Regions from separate parts of the Oryctolagus cuniculus genome. Here region 1 is linked to region 2. A link is a contact called in public Hi-C data. All regions are on one chromosome and are shown on one strand. The core of a region is the stretch at or near the end of the contact, and the rest is flanking DNA. Distances in the headings are between cores, read along the strand shown. Region 1 overlaps COL23A1 (collagen type XXIII alpha 1 chain). Region 2 overlaps COL23A1 (collagen type XXIII alpha 1 chain).

Region 1 (3,934 bases), core at 1,096-3,595, 230 kb before region 2:
CAGGAGCCTAAAACTCTACCCGGATATCCTACATGGGTGGCAGGGGGCCCAGAACTTGGGCCATCTTCCACTGCTTTCCCAGACAAATTAGCAGGGAGCTGGATCAGATGTGGAGCAGCTGAGACTTAAATCAGCAGTTATATAGGATGCCAGTGTTGCAGGCAGCGGCTTTACCTGCAGCACTACACTAGCCCCTGTCAATCTAATTCCTGCCTCCCTCTCTGGGTCCATCTCTTCCTGTGTTCTGTGGAATTGCTCAGAACCCCTGTCATTCTTTGTGTTTATATTACAGCACTATTCGCTGCAGCCACGATATGAAACCGAGTGAGTGTCCATGAACAAGGGAATGAAGGCAATGTGGTATATTATATATACACAGGGGAGTACTCTTCAGCCATGAAAAGGGATGAAATCCTGTCATTTGCAACAAGGAGGATAAACCTGGAGGACACTGTTAAATAAAGGCACCCAGGCATAGAAAGACAGGAGCATAGAAAGATCTCAATCCTGTGTGGAATCTGAAGTGGAACTCACAGCCGTAAACAGTAGAATGACGGTTCCCAGAGGGCGCTGAGGACAGGAGAGGCTGGTCACCAGCACAGAGATACAGGTAGACAGGAGTGAGTCCTGGCGTTCCATAGCACGGCAGGGTGATGACAGTTAGCAGTGTTATAGTGAATAGTTCAAAATAGCTGGAGGAGAGAGTTTTGAATATCTCACCACAATAAAGTGATGTAGGAGGTGACACTAAGCTAAATACCTGGGTTTGCTCCCTCAGTCCACATGTACGTTGTGTGCATGGATTGAAACATCACACAGTACCCCATAAATGGGTATAATTATTCATTGGAAGCAAAATAAAAAATATATCCCTTCCTTAATTTTTAAAAGACATCCTTATTTTGCTTGTTAATTTCCTGAGGAACATAGAGAGAAAGAGAGAAAAGGCACTTCGTTAGACCACCACCCAGATTTCCACAATGGCCAGAGCTGAGCCAGGATGAAGCTAGGATCTAGAAACCCAATCCAGGTCTCCCATGTGGGTGGCAGAGACCGAATACTTGAGCTATCACCACCGCCTCCCACAGTGTGCTTTAGCGGGAAACCAAACAGGGAGCGGAACTGGGACTCGAACTCAAGCACTCATGTGGGACGCAGGGGTCCTGAACACCCTTCTCCTTACTTTTTGCCCCAAGTATGCTTGTTCATTCTTCAGGGCTTCAGCTTCAGGCTCACCTCTTCCGGGGAAGTTTTCCCATTCTCCAGGCAGAATTAATTGTTCCTTGCAGGATCTCACCATATTGTGGGTGCTGCTCAGCTGCAGCAGCTGTCACTCCACATTGTAGCTGCTGTCACTGCACTTGCAGCTGTTCTGAGCTGGCTAAGGGCTTAAATTCATTTTCCAGGTTCTTGCCTTTTACTTAGAGAAGAATTCTAATTACAGGCCCAAACACGGCATGCAGTGTGATCAACTTTATTTATAAAGCAAGGAAAATACACAGGCTCATTAAGGCTTTATTAAGGGAGAATGGGTCCAAAGAAAGGGAATTATCCTACCTTGCTCCAATCATCCTGAGTCCACGTAGAGGAGAGAGAGCTTCCGCTCTTCCTAGCTTTTTATGCACTTGGAAAAACAGAAGTGCTTACGTGGTACCACCCACATGTCCCAGGTAAAAAGAGGTACTTTCTGGGGAGAGGTCCCCTGATTGACAGGTAGATGAAAAGGACAGCACCAAGTGAAGGAGGTGCAGCTTCCAACTCATGAACTTAAAATCATCTATCTAAGCTGTCCTACTTGACAGCCACACTGTCACCCTGGAAGGCCACGCCCTGCCCCTCCATAATAAAGGAGCAGGCGCACTCAGCTCTTTTTATAAACACTCTTGTGTGACTTGTGACGGGCCGACGACAGGTCTGCTGGAGGCCGTTCCAGAGGAGGGATAATCAAGTCTAGGAATAGAGCTGCGGTGGACACTGCCACTCCTGCATTTCCAGGCTGTCCAGGCACAGAGGGGCCTGCCCGGTGGGGGGGGGGGGGCTTCTCCTGCCCTTCTGTGCTGAGACTGCACCCTGCTCTCCCTGCCTCCAGCCCCATGTTTGCACCACATGGCTGGACTCAGACATCGCTGGGGCCAAGGCTAGCTCTGCTGAGGCCTGAGCTTTCCCCAGGGGCTGATGGTTAAAGTCATTTGCGTCTGGTGTGGCGCTCCCTGGCCAGGGCCCTTGCCGTGATTCAGATCCTGCAGGGGCCCTTGCCATCTGCGCTGTGGAAATGTACTCCCTGCCGGCAAGCAGCTCAGAAAGCTCCTTCCTGAGAGCCCTGCCTAATCCCTCTGCAGCTCACATTTCCTGTACTTGACGTTCTAGCCCCGCGCCACTTAAATCTAGTAGAGCTGGGGAGCTTCGAGACCCAGGCAGAGCCAACTGCCACCTCTGCACAGGTGCTCCTCCCTCCACCCAGGCTCTGTGTGCCCCTCTGCCCTAGCCGTGGACGCCCATGGCCTCGCAGAGGTGGTGCCAGCTTGTCCCCACCGTGAGCCAGCCAAGCCCTCTAGCGTAGGGTGTTCTCCGTTTGCATCCTCGTAGGATTGATGGGACAGGCTGTTGGGTGCTCCTGCTTGACTGTGCTAGCAGTCATGGCTGTGGCAGAAACATATGGAAATGTTCCCCTTTTCCTTCATCTCTTAATTTGGCTCCCTCCGCCCCAGGCCCGCATTGCCCACACAAACCCTGCGTTATTTCACTTCATCATCCCGAAGTGCTTAGCGGCATCTCACAGGAACCAGGGGGAAGCAGCAGCTGTGAGGGCAGAGGCCTGGCCTTGCAGGCTCTGGGCTGTCATGCAAGGAGCAGAGAGGAGGGAGGGGATCCAGGGAGGGGCTGGGATGCTGCCCTGAGGAGTCACATGGATGGTGAGCAAGTTAGTGTTCCATGGTGCTAGCAAAAGAAGTCAGCTCTGGCAGATTCAGCCCAAAAAGGAAGCATCTGAAGAAATACAGGGGCTCCCAGAAGCGAAGTGCAGGTAAAAGGAGGCTTTGGGGTACAGGCCAGCGGTAGGATCAGGGCATTTCCTGAAATCTGGTCAGCAGGAACCTGGTCAGATGAGTGGCTCACTCTACTTGAGATTTAAGGACAGAGCCTGCTGGCCAGGCCTGGATCCTGTTCCCTTTACCTCTTAGCCTGGGGCTTCCATGGCAAAGCTGACAGGCAGAGAGATCCCCTCCACTGAAGCCCTTCCCAGCCCTGACCCTCAGGGGTGCCAGGATGCTGCCTAAGGTGGGGGAAGGAAGTCTGGGTTTGGATGCAGGTGGACCCAGTGGTGAATGCCAGCCATGCACCCGTGGGCTCTGTGAGCTCGGGCAGGTCCTTCACACTCTGCATCCCCCTGTGCACAACATGGGGTACTACACTTCCCGAGTGTACAAACGGAGTGGAAGTGCTTGGGCACACAGTGGGCTCCTCGCTTATCCCTAAGGGAAGTGGACTGTGGCCCCCAACCCAGGTGGGCAGGCAGCCAGGATACAGCTCGTTATTCCAGCGGGGGTGATACTAGGAGTGAGCACAGAAGCAGCGGGCACCTTCCTTCTGTTCCCTCCTCTGCATGAACAAGTGTGGCTTCTTCATCTCTGGGTTCATCCAGTGCCAGGAGCCCTCGGCAAGAGAACCTTCTGTTAAAAGACAGGAAGAACAACTCCTGGCTCCCTGGGGAGCCCTTGGACTTGAGATTCCCTCTGCTGCTCTGTGCATTATCTGCAGGCAGTTTCACAGCCCTTTCATGGTCCACCAAAGGCCCCCTCTGCCTCTCTGTTCCTTTGTGTTTTCCTCCGCCCTGCCTTCAAACAGCAGAATGCCAGTAGAGTCGCCTGCCCCCCTAGGTCGTGATTTTCACAACACTGATGGGCTTGAGGCTGCCTGTGCTCTGCTCATGTCTGTG
Region 2 (3,771 bases), core at 344-2,843:
CTTGAAGGCCATGGTTTTGAAGGTCCGCTGGGGGGAGATGATGGCTGAACTTGGCCCTGGTTCTAGAAGCCACCCTCCCCAGAGACAGCTGCCAGGGGCACTGAGTCCTTTAGGGAACCCATGAGACAGGACTGTCACCTCTCAGCCCCTCAGCCCTCCAACTGTGCCAGGGAAGCGGGGGCAAGTACTGAGTGCTTACTGGATACACACTTATTCATGGGAGGCCAAGGCAGAAAGCTCCAAAACTCAAACCTCCTGAGCACAAATCCGAGGCCACAGCAGACAATTCCACATCTGACCTCACGGGATGGATCGCAGCGCAAACACAGATGCACCAGCACATAAGCTGTTCCTCAGGCCTATGAGACAAATGAATGTGGGGTTGAGTCTGGTCCTGCCCCAAAATATCTTGTGTTGCAGGCAGACTTTCCACAATGCGAAACCTGAAACCCATGTGGCCCCAGGCATTTCAGGAAGGGGCCTCCCAGGCTGCAGGGCAAAGACGAGGAAGGGAGCCTGGTGGGAGGGGGTTTCTGTAGTGCCTTCCCTAGTGAGACCATAATCCAGAATTGCAAGGTGGCAGCTGCTGAGGGTTGCACTAGCGCCACCTCCTGGGCCCCAAGCATAGTGCAGGGGACCCATCTGCCCAAATACCCCCCACCCCCACCAGAGGGATGGGGCACACACTTGCTCCGGGATTTACAGGCTCCCGGCCGCAGCGTGGTCCCTGAGGCAGGGCCCCAGCCTGGGACCAATTTTGACATGAATGACTCAGTCCGGCTGTTTGGAATTAATCAAGGGAGCGAAAGGGGCTCCGAGCACCACACATACATGTGCTTTCTTGCACTCTCGTAGTTCAAAAACAGCTTTGATTGTAAAAGTGTAATTAGTTAAATGATTCATCTGTAATGTCCTAAACCCATCTGTTTTTTTAGATTCCAACATCCTCCATCTCATTTTCATCTGACCCCTGCGGGACTGCCCCCCAGCCCCCTGGATTCCGGGCTGAGCAGGGGACGGGATGAAAGCAGATGTCCCAAGTCCCCAGTCATGGCCCCCAGATTGGAACCGCAAGGAGACACAGCCTGGCCCGCTGGAGAGGGCCACCATGCTGGCCTCTCCCACAGCCCCCAGGCCCACATTGGGCAGCTGCCCCTTGTCTTGGCCGGGTACTGCATGCCCAGTTTCCCCATGAGTGTCCCTTGTGGGGCACCCCAGCTTGGGGAGGCTCAGCTGCTGCTCCTGTCTTTGGGCCCCAGATGACTCATATAGACCTGGCATTGGCCCCGGTGCCTCCTGTGCACCTCGTCCTGGGCTGTCACTTAGCAAGGGCAGCAGCCGTCAGGGACCCAGCAAAGGAGGCCAAGCCTGCTCTTTGCTGGTTTGCCTGGGCTGCAGGCTGGCACCGAGCCCCACGTGCCCAGGGCAGCAAAGCAGCCTCACTCCATTGTCACAGAGCTGAGCAAGGCTGTTGCACCAAGCCCAGGGCTTCAAAGGAAACAGGCTTGGGAGAAAGCCTCTATGAGGGTAGGAGCCTCTCCACCCAGCTTCCCCGGTCCGGCACTAGGAGAGGCAGCACTGTCACCTCCAGTGCAACCCTGATCCCTCTAAGCCTGGACCTCTTCAACCTCTGGGAAGCCCCAGGGCAGATTTCAACGGGCTGGGTGCAGTGAGCGACAGCCCGTGCTGTCGCCATGGTCGATGACGTCAGCAGGGGAGCCCCTTCTTAGCCTGCAGCCTCAACGCCCTGCCCGGGATCCCGGTGGAGCTCCCCCGGCTGCGGCCCCGGCACAGGAGTCAGCCCGGGCCGGCCTCCCGCAGGTCCAGGGCGCCCTCTAGTGCCCGGCCCCGGAGCGCGTCCTGCGTTCCAACTGCGCCCAGGGCGCATTTGGGCCTCCTGGCGGCAGTGATGAGAGGTCCGTCCAGGGGTCCCCATCTCACGGAGCCCGTGATTGAGAAAGGGAGAGAATCAAAAGAGCGTGAGTCCCGGCCTCGCTGGGCGCTGTGGTCAGGGCGCCTGTGCCTGGCCTGGGGAGGGAGGAGGCAGGTGTGGACCGAGGTCAGGAGGTCAAGTAGGTGCCGACAGTGGGAGCCGCAGGAGGAGCAGCCAGGTGGTGGGGGCGGCTACTTGTCCTCCTGACCCAGCCCGCGCCCCCTTCCTCGGGGCAGCGCTGCCACGTGTTCTCCCTAGATGTGGAAGCTAAAAACAAAAACAAAAAACAAGCCGCCGCCGCGGCTCACTAGGCTAATCCTCCGCCTTGCGGCGCCGGCACGCCGGGTTCTAGTCTCGGTCGGGGCGCCGGATTCTGTCCCAGCTGCCCCTCTTCCAGGCCAGCTCTCTGCTCTGGCCAGGGAGTGCAGTGAAGGATGGCCCGAGTGCTTGGGCCCTGCACCCCATGGGAGACCAGGAGAAGTACCTGGCTCCTGCCATCGGATCAGCGCGGTGCGCCGGCCACAGCGTGCCAGCAGCGGCGGCCATTGGAGGGTGAACCAACGGCAAAGGAAGACCTTTCTCTCTGTCTCTCTCTCTCTCACTGTCCACTCTGCCTGTCAAACACACACACACACACACACACACAGGCAGGTCACATCCTTGAATCAGGCTGAAGCGAGCAGCACAGGGGCCCCAGCAGGAGACTTGGGCTCAGGGCCCTGGCTGGGGGTCCAAGCTTCAGCTCCCTCTGTTTTTAGAACAATGACAATGGCGCCTGCCTGCCACGGTCAGGGTCGCTGGTGGCCAGCTAAGAGGACAAGGGTGCATCACACGTGGACACCCTACCTGCGGCACACACTGCACGCCAGGCTGCTCTGTCTCCTCCGTCGTGCAGAAAGGGGCGGGGCGGGGAAGGGAGCGGTGGAGGCTGGTCCTGGCGGGAAGGAGAACAGGAGAGCCGGCTCACAGCCAGAATTCTAGGCTCCCCAGCGCTTGGGTGCCTTACCAGGGCTGGCCAGAGGGGGAGACTCCGCCGCTGGGGCTGGGGGCAAACCCGGAGCAGGGGATGGGAGGGGGTGGCTGGAGTCCAGCCCAGGCAGAGGGACCATTGTTGCATTATTGTTCGGCTTAGGAAGATTTTATTGACTTGTCTATGTGACAAACAGTTATAGAAGGAAGCTATTCTCAGAGCTACAACGTGACACCTTTGTTTTCAACTTTATATGTTATTAAATAGCTCTACCTAATAAACAGTTCCACAAAGGAAAAGACCATAAAACAGTGGCGCAGTAGGCTAAACCTCCACCTGCAGTGCCGGCATCCCATATGGGTGCTGGTTCAAGTCCCGGCTGCTCCACTTCCGATCCAGCTCTCTGCTATGGCCTGGGAAAGCAGTGGAAGATGGCTCAAGCACTTGGGGCCCTGCACCCACGTGGGAGACCTGGAAGAAGCTCCTGGCTCTTGGCTTCAGATCAGCTCAGCTCTGGCTGTTGAGGCCATTTGGGGAGTGAACCAGCGGTTAGAAGACCTTTCTCTCTGTCTCTCCCTCCCTCTGTTTATAACTCTACCTCTCAAATAAAGAAATAAAATTTTCACCAAAAAAAAGATACTCAAACTCACATAAAATAAATTGTAAAATAGCCATAAAATCCTCAATCCTATAGTAGCAGATACTTCGTATCCATTTGTTTGACAAAGATGTAGAGTGAAGTTTGACAAAACACTGTATTTGCAGCAAAACTGATACAGACCTTTATTTTTTAACTTCCACATATGGGGAGAACATGCAGCATTTGTCTTTCTATGTCTGGCTAACTTCACTCAACATGATGTCCTCC

Evidence for each region. Hi-C and Micro-C count contacts between places; a contact is called where the count stands out from the background.
Region 1: a contact with region 2 is called in a Hi-C map of psoas muscle, with 7 times the contacts expected there. The contact joins two enhancer-like sites. A contact is called at or near these places in 3 of 6 Hi-C or Micro-C datasets (ear pinna, psoas muscle and an unstated tissue).

Annotation. Positions count from the first base shown.
Region 1 is chr6:64,078,757-64,082,690 of mOryCun1.1, reverse strand. The region is part of intron 2 of COL23A1 (collagen type XXIII alpha 1 chain); the gene reads left to right. Among named protein-coding and RNA genes, the nearest start is that of COL23A1, 47 kb to the left of the region's middle. Within about 2 kb of position 2,345, at least 1 of the 8 cell types and tissues checked has an H3K27ac peak or open chromatin away from gene starts, as enhancers often do.
Region 2 is chr6:63,849,148-63,852,918 of mOryCun1.1, reverse strand. The region is part of intron 5 of COL23A1 (collagen type XXIII alpha 1 chain); the gene reads left to right. Among named protein-coding and RNA genes, the nearest start is that of PHYKPL, 39 kb to the right of the region's middle. Within about 2 kb of position 1,593, at least 1 of the 8 cell types and tissues checked has an H3K27ac peak or open chromatin away from gene starts, as enhancers often do.